2 separate regions of the Anser cygnoides genome follow, and region 1 is linked to region 2. The links are chromatin contacts, called in public Hi-C maps. All regions are on one chromosome and are shown on one strand. The core of a region is the stretch at or near the end of the contact, and the rest is flanking DNA. Distances in the headings are between cores, read along the strand shown. Region 1 overlaps MBTPS2 (membrane bound transcription factor peptidase, site 2). Region 2 holds the start of SMS (spermine synthase).

What was found. A called contact is a pair of places that touch in the nucleus more often than the background predicts.
Region 1: a Hi-C map of liver shows a contact between it and region 2, with 4 times the contacts expected there. The contact joins the enhancer-like site here to the promoter of SMS in region 2. A contact is called at or near these places in 2 of 7 Hi-C or Micro-C datasets (both in liver).

What each region holds. Positions count from the first base shown.
Region 1 is chr1:127,674,689-127,678,123 of Taihu_goose_T2T_genome, forward strand. MBTPS2 (membrane bound transcription factor peptidase, site 2) reads right to left here. Exons shown (of 11, transcript XM_013183964.3): 9 at 1,515-1,710. Among named protein-coding and RNA genes, the nearest start is that of MBTPS2, 23 kb to the right of the region's middle. Within about 2 kb of position 1,358, at least 2 of the 3 cell types and tissues checked have open chromatin away from gene starts, as enhancers often do. A contact at or near this core is called in liver, where this site is marked.
Region 2 is chr1:127,636,405-127,640,179 of Taihu_goose_T2T_genome, forward strand. It overlaps SMS (spermine synthase), which reads right to left and starts at 2,084. Exons shown (of 11, transcript XM_066980866.1): 1 at 1,875-2,084. The coding sequence starts at 1,926.

The DNA of each region.
Region 1 (3,435 bases), core at 108-2,607, 38 kb after region 2:
AACTAACACATTTGTTAGGCAGTTCCCAGGGTATAGTAAATCATTTTAAAATTATATCCATGTACATATGCTTTTTTAAAATTTATTTATTTTCACATGGTGATTTCTTAATTTAGAACTACCTCTCTAGATAAATCCAATAATATTATTTCCTCATTTCTAAAGGAATGACAGACAGGTCTGACTGCTTTGCAGAATTACCACGTACTAGGAAACACTAAAATTCCAATGTACTGAAAAAGAAAACAGTATCAATTCTTCTTTAATACCTAGATATGTATTGTTAAACTAGAGGGCTGAGAAAAGGAACTTAAAACAAACATTGAAACAAATACTATTCTTACAAATTATTCTTGCATATGGAATAGATGTCACCAAATATTGAACCGTGTGTTAATATCACACAGCTGACCAATGCTTTTCTTCCTGAATGGCAAAAAGGCAGAAATAACAAGTGAAGAAATCCTGTTTTATGCTTATAAATGGCCTTATGGTGCAAAGAAGTAGAAATAAATAACCTGATTTTTCAAGAAGTATCAAAATAAGACCAGCACAGAAAGATAAAGACTGGCAGATTAACAAAAGATATGTTTATGCAAGAACACTAGAGGATTTACACAACCAGATTTCATCACTGTTTCTAAAGCTCTTTTGTACTAAATTCCAATGCTAATTCAGAAAAGCATAATGCCTTGCTAAGGAGATACTTCAGGATGCCTGAAGCAAAACCTCTCCCTGTGAGGTAGAGCTGTCTGAGTAACAGACAAGTTCCTTATAGAAAGGGACAGTATTTTAACACTTAATACTTTTTTAAGCCCTTCTGAAGCTCATTTTCACTCTGCCACTCAAGCTACTAAGTAGGCATGAAGATTAGTTTGTTAATTCTTCCTGTACTTGCTCCAAGAGAATTACTTTTTCCTTGTATATCTGACTCAAGGATAAAATCTTGTCTAAAGGAAAGCCATAATCCACTTCAAAATAAGGAACTAAACTGCTATATGCTATTTAATTTAGGGCACTTAAAAAAAAAAAAATCGGGAAAAAACTATGTTGTGATTGTACTTGTGGTTTAGTAGTCATGGGAATCTGTCATACATACTTGGATATTATTGATTCAAGCAGTCGTGCTAATACTGCAGGAAAGGCGTTGGAGCAAGATGCCCTGGAGATTTCGCAACAGCATTTCGAGAAGTGTATGTGTTAGCAAAATACAGGTGTATGTTTCCCATGACTAAGCTGAACGGTATCTTTTATAGGAATAGCCCTTTTATACTTCTCTGAATAAACAACTATCTCATATCACATATTGTTTCTATTACCTTTGTAACTCACTGCACTGTGCACATTTCATTTTAGGCCTGAGTAGTCCATGTCTCTCCACTGGCTGTAACAAGAAATGGATTCTGCATTAAATAAGTTAACTGACAAGCGCTCCAAGACCTTGTTCAAGCAGCCAGGAAAAGTAAACCATATTAGAACTCTTTTGTTAGACTGCTTTAATAAGTAATACGAACCTGTGTACTGTAGGTGCATAGGGTGTCCTACAAACAGCATGTCAATATGGGGTGGATGTTTTACCCTGATTAACCTTGTTTGATTTTCTAAAGAAGGAGTCACACAAAAGCTTGGAACAAAGTCCTTCTGGCAGTCCATGTTGGTTCGACAAACTTTGCTGGCCTCGATAACTTTTCGTGCTGGTAGACAGGCATACTGCAAAGGGTATTTAAAAAGATTGTCAAATTTAAAGGTATTTTCCAACAGATCAGAAATAAAAGTACTATTTATTCATTTTTTAAAGCAAAGGTTTCACTAATATGTTACTAGCCCACAAAGAGCTGGAATCCGATTATTTTTTTCCAGATCCTACGGAACCTCTACCTGATATGCATTCAACCTGTCATTCCATTTTTAGTGGAATGTAGAAAAGATGCATGTACCAAAATAAAAGCTAACTTTTTAAAGAACTACAGACACACAACAAGTATTAAGGCATCTACATGTATGTCAGTGATTTCTAATGAACAGAGCCTTCATCAATGTACAACTGACTTATCTGTTTAAGAAACTTCAGCTTTCATTGATTAGGCTGAAGATCAGGTTGCTTTCATTGTTCAGGAAAGCAACCAACCACCCTGCGCTGACCGTGTGGTTGTGAAGTGACCATTTTGAACTAGATGAACACAGTACCCGGTGCAGTGCTATGTCCCAGGTCCTACCTATGTAACACTCACTCACTCTCTGCATGCTGAAAGACCAGATCTTTCTTGCTCCCCACAGGCCAAGCAGAGAACAGCATAAAGGAACAGGAAATTGTTTTTCCCCTCATGTCTCTCATAAAAGCTCCATGGCAATTTTGCTTTTGTTCTTAAACACAAGCAAGGAAAGTTCTTCATCTGTTTTTTGCCTTAGGAAAGACAAAAGAGGACCTTCTTGCTTCTCAGCCTGACAGTTACGCTGCCTTATAGATGCACGCATGTCATACACTCCATTAACCTCAATACAAGATCTTCTATTCTAATTAGTGGGAAGGGGCACATTTTCAAATATTGCTGTGTAGCACTGCAAAAACTATTTAAAATAATTGTCCAAAAACTCACAGCCATGCCAAGGACATTTGAAGGTCACAGGCTTCTGGATGCTTTTATTTCTTCGCTGTTCCTAAGTACCAGCTATGAGCTTAAGAATGTCAAAGCTCAGTAGGGCAGTGTTTATCAAAGCTTGCTGAACGCCAGGATGTTACCAGCCACTGTCATATTTCAAATGAACTGCTGGTCTGTGCTCAGTTCTCAGTGACTAAATACCACAAACTGGATATTGGTTTTTTGTTTGTTTTTTGTTGGGAGTATTTGTTACAGAGAATCTGTAAATATAGCAGATGTAGTAACAGACACTTCTATTTCTTTAGGTATCTATCCTACAGGTTAGAACAATAACAGACTGGCACGTGTAGAAAAGTTTACACAGTTCAAACTTGTGCTCTTTGTTCTTGTAAACAGAACTATTAAAAATACTCCATCACTGTCAATATGGATCATATGTTTTAAGAAACATTTCTATATTTTAAAGAGAGTAACACAAAATCCTGCTGGTAAACTTTGTATGTTTCTACATGCTAAAGAAAAACAATGTGGTGAAAAAGCAATCAAATAGAGGCCTTACTGAAAAAAAAAATTAGGCAATCTCTAGGAACTTGTCTTGCATGGTTTAAGTTTTATCTAGTGAGCAGCACAGCACTGCTGACTTCACAAAAAATAACTGAACAGATAATCCAGTACTTTACTTTCATTGTAGTGTTCATTACCTTCAAAGACTGAAATAAGGAAAATAAGCAATTTTAACTTCTCAAAAGTTGTTTTTTTTTTTTCTCACCAATATTCTGCATCAAATAGTGAAGATGAGGAAAGTATCTTTCTGCCTAAAAAATGAGGGGTATAA
Region 2 (3,775 bases), core at 834-3,333:
ATGCATTTTCTAGAATACAAGAATGCTACAGCTTCAGCTGAGATGTAGTGGTAGTATTACCCTTACAAGATAATAGAAGGTTCAAAACCACACATCTGATTATAATAAGCCATTTCAGAACATTCAGAAGTTTTACTAAGTAAGTTAGAAAAAAATAGTTGATGTTCCATGATTTTGCATTAGAATTTAAGTCCTTTACCACAAGTTTACATTCACCAATCTTTCTCTACAGACAACTCTTTATGGCTTGGCCACAAGCATTAGACAAAAGGAAAATGCCACACGAAACGTACACTACAGCCAACTTCAGAGCTGTCATGGGCTCTGAAAAGTTCTTTGCCTCTCACTACAAATGTCTATTGTGCTGAAACAAATGCAATGAGAAAAAGCTTCTTCCTTCCTTTGGTCTGCACAGCGACACTTCTGCATCCATCCTAATTGGTGAAAGATGCAAGCACTGTCTTCAAAAGAAAACGGAAATGGAGTGAGAAGTGTTTAAAATCATTATCATGGTCTCTATTTAATTAATGGTATAGTTTTAAATATCATAGAGCAGTTAATACAACTCTGGTTTGTTTTCAGTACACCTAGTCCTACACCTTCCTCTGACGTTTCTGACTCCTCTGCAGATGCCAGCACTGCAATGTATGAGAGCTGTGTGCACCAAGCAGGCAAACAGATCACTGCACTGGGGCTGGGGAAGAACAGGAGGTTCCACAAAACTGGATTTTAGACTGGCTTAGCTTCTTGGTTCTGTTCATACTGTTGGACATGGTGCTTAGGGACACGGCTTAGTGGGTGACATTGGTGGTAGGGGGATGGTTGGACCAGATGATTCTGAAAGTCTTTTCCAACCTGAATGATTCTAAGGAAAATGGCAGGACGACGTACGGCATGCTGGTGTCTGCTTACCATGAGTGACCAAGCTGCACTTTAAGACCTCACCATAAAACCACCTAGAAGACTTTCACCTTGAAGCATATTTGCATATTCTAAAGCAAACTGCTTTGAGAACAACTCCATTCACATCCTCCCCCCTCTCTGCTCTCAGTGTCTCCCTGAGGCTCCAACACAGCAACATCACGAAGGGCACAGTGCGCAACAAAGCCCTGGGGACAGAAAAACCCCTCTTCCCACTCAACCTATCGACAGATTTTCTTTGTAGATGCGGAGAACTGCCTTCACTCCTACCTCCCTGCGAAAACAAACAAAAAACACATAATAAATGGAAGTGTTGCGTGGGGGGTGACCAGGCAGCAAGTGGACGGAGGGGGGGGTGTCTCACCACCACCCCTGCCCGCGCTCGGCCCCCAGCAGGGCTCCCCCCGAACGAGGAGGCCTTTTCACCCATTTTGCCTGCCGAGAAACGTGGTGGCTTCCTCCTGGTTCTCGGCTCCACCGTGCCCCCTACAGCCAGCCAGCCGCGGAGCGACGCTGCCTTTCGTTTCCAACGACTCCCCTCACGCCTCTGCTGCGGGATTAAGGACGAACCCCCCCGCCCCCCCCCCCCCCATGCCTTTCACCCACCCTTTCCCACCCTCACGGGGCTCCACCGCCACCCTAAGGCCTCCATCTCCACCCCAAGCGGCACCCCGGCGGCCGGGGGCCCTGCCCGAGGCAGGAGGCGAAGGCGGGCCCGGCGGAGGCCGCGGCGGGGCCGCACCGCGCAGGCAGCCCGGGGGCGGTGATGGCGGCGGCGGGCGGGGGAGAGACGAGGGCACCTGCGCGGCGGGGGACGGAGCGGGGCTGCCGCAGCCGAGCCGAGCCTCGGGGCCCGGCGGGAGGGCGAGCACCGCCGCTCCCACCGGGGCTACCCCCCCGGGGACGGGGAGAAAGGTGTGCGGGAAGGGTCCCCTCAGAGCCCTTGCGGGTACCTGTGGCGCCGAGCGTGAAGTCCAGAGTGCTGTGCCGCGCTGCTGCTGCCATAGTGAGGTAGAGCCCTGTGCCATGCCTGGAGGAGGAGGCGGCGGCGCGGCAAACGCGGCGGGGCAGCCTATATGGGCGCGGGGGCTGCGGCGGCGCCGCGGGGGTGGGCGCGCACCGGGCGGGGCTCGGGAGGCCGGGGCGGGGCGGGACGAGATGGCGGCGCCGCGGCCGTTAGCGGGAGGGAGGGGGCGCGACGGGACGGGACGGGGCGGGAGGGGAGGAAAGGGGAGGCGGCTCTTGGCCGAGATGGCGGCCGCGGCTGGGCCCCGCGACGGGAGATGGCGGCGGCTTGTCGGGAGCCGCGGTGGCTCCCCGAGCCGGAGCCCGCGGCCCCTCAGCGGTGGCGGTGCCGGTGCCCGCCTCTCTGAGGCTCCCACTCTGGGCCTCCGCACGCCGTCCTGCTGGGGCTAGTCGTTACGGATGGGGAAAAACAAAATAAAAAATAAAAACCAGTCTCGATTTCCTTTAAGATTCAATTCGCTCCCCCGCCACCCAAAATCCCTTAACTCTCTCCCAGCGCTAAGGCCGTGGATCAGCTTCCAATGGCGATGGTGGCCTCAGCGCTGGGGCCATGCAGCTGCCGCAGAGCTGCTCCTCGCCCAAGGCCTGTGCTGAGCAGGCAGGGTGCTGGCTTCAGGCGAGCTAGCACCAGAGAATCCTTAAAACCCTTCATTTCAAGTCTTAATTTTGTTTGGTTTGTTGTTTTGTTGTTGTTTGTTTTTTAATGAAGGATAACTAAAATTGCATGTTGAAGCTACAAATGGTATGAGCCATGTGTAGTTACAAACCCAGAAACACACCATCTATAACTATTTAGTGATAGGATTGGTGTTTAATGTTATCAGTTATTACACATCTTACAGCTCTTGGTTCCTTTCTTGAAGAGGTTTTGGCAGGATTGAGATGTAATTTGAACAACGCCATGGCATCAGTGATTTCATGTGATTCCACGCCTTTAACAAAAGAAGTTTACAAATTATCATTATCACCCAAGCTAATGTACTACCGTCATTATTTCCGTAAGCTGCAGTAACATTTTTTCAATGTAAGCGTATATTGTCCTCCTTTCGAACAGTACAATTCCACATGCACCCTGACCAAAGCAAAAACATTCACGGGTGACCTGCATCAAAAGAGGCATAGCTGTCTGCAGATCTGCAATAACTACAACTTTGTCAGGTGGCGTTAATTTGACTCAGCCAATCCATAAGAAGCTTTTTATTATTATTATTATTTTCTCTCTCCAAATAGCCAAAGTTAGCCAAAAACCTGGACTTTGCAGGTTCCCATTAAATATCTTTGATCCAATCCTGGATGTTACAAGGGATCATATAATCCCTCATTCCCCACATGCAAGTAGATAGGGTGTACTTGCTGCCATTTCACCAAGATTCCTGCTTTTTCTTAGTGCCATGCCTTAAAAATAAATAAATAAATAAATAAATCACTCTTCCTTGCTCCCTTCACTGGTCTTTCTGCTGATTTTTCTTTCAGACGTGCAGCTGCCACAAGGCAGCCAGGAAGATTCCTGTATTTTATGATCTCTTATGTCTCTCACCTTTGCTTACAGTGGCTGCAGTTGTTTCAGTACCTCATTACATAAAGAAGCTTACTGAATTCTTTTTTCCTTTCTTAGACTTCAGTGGCCGCAAAGAAATTACCAAAGCCTTTTGTTTAGCTGAAATAATTACGTTATCTTTCCATTGTGGAATAGTCAGAAGAAGGTAATACTGATGCTGTCACCTAAGTACCTACAGGTATTTGTTCATACGTGCCAGGAGCCTAGCTCAGTTATGCCCTTATATACCATGAGCAGCTTCACCAGGTTTACGTGGGAAAAAAAAAATAG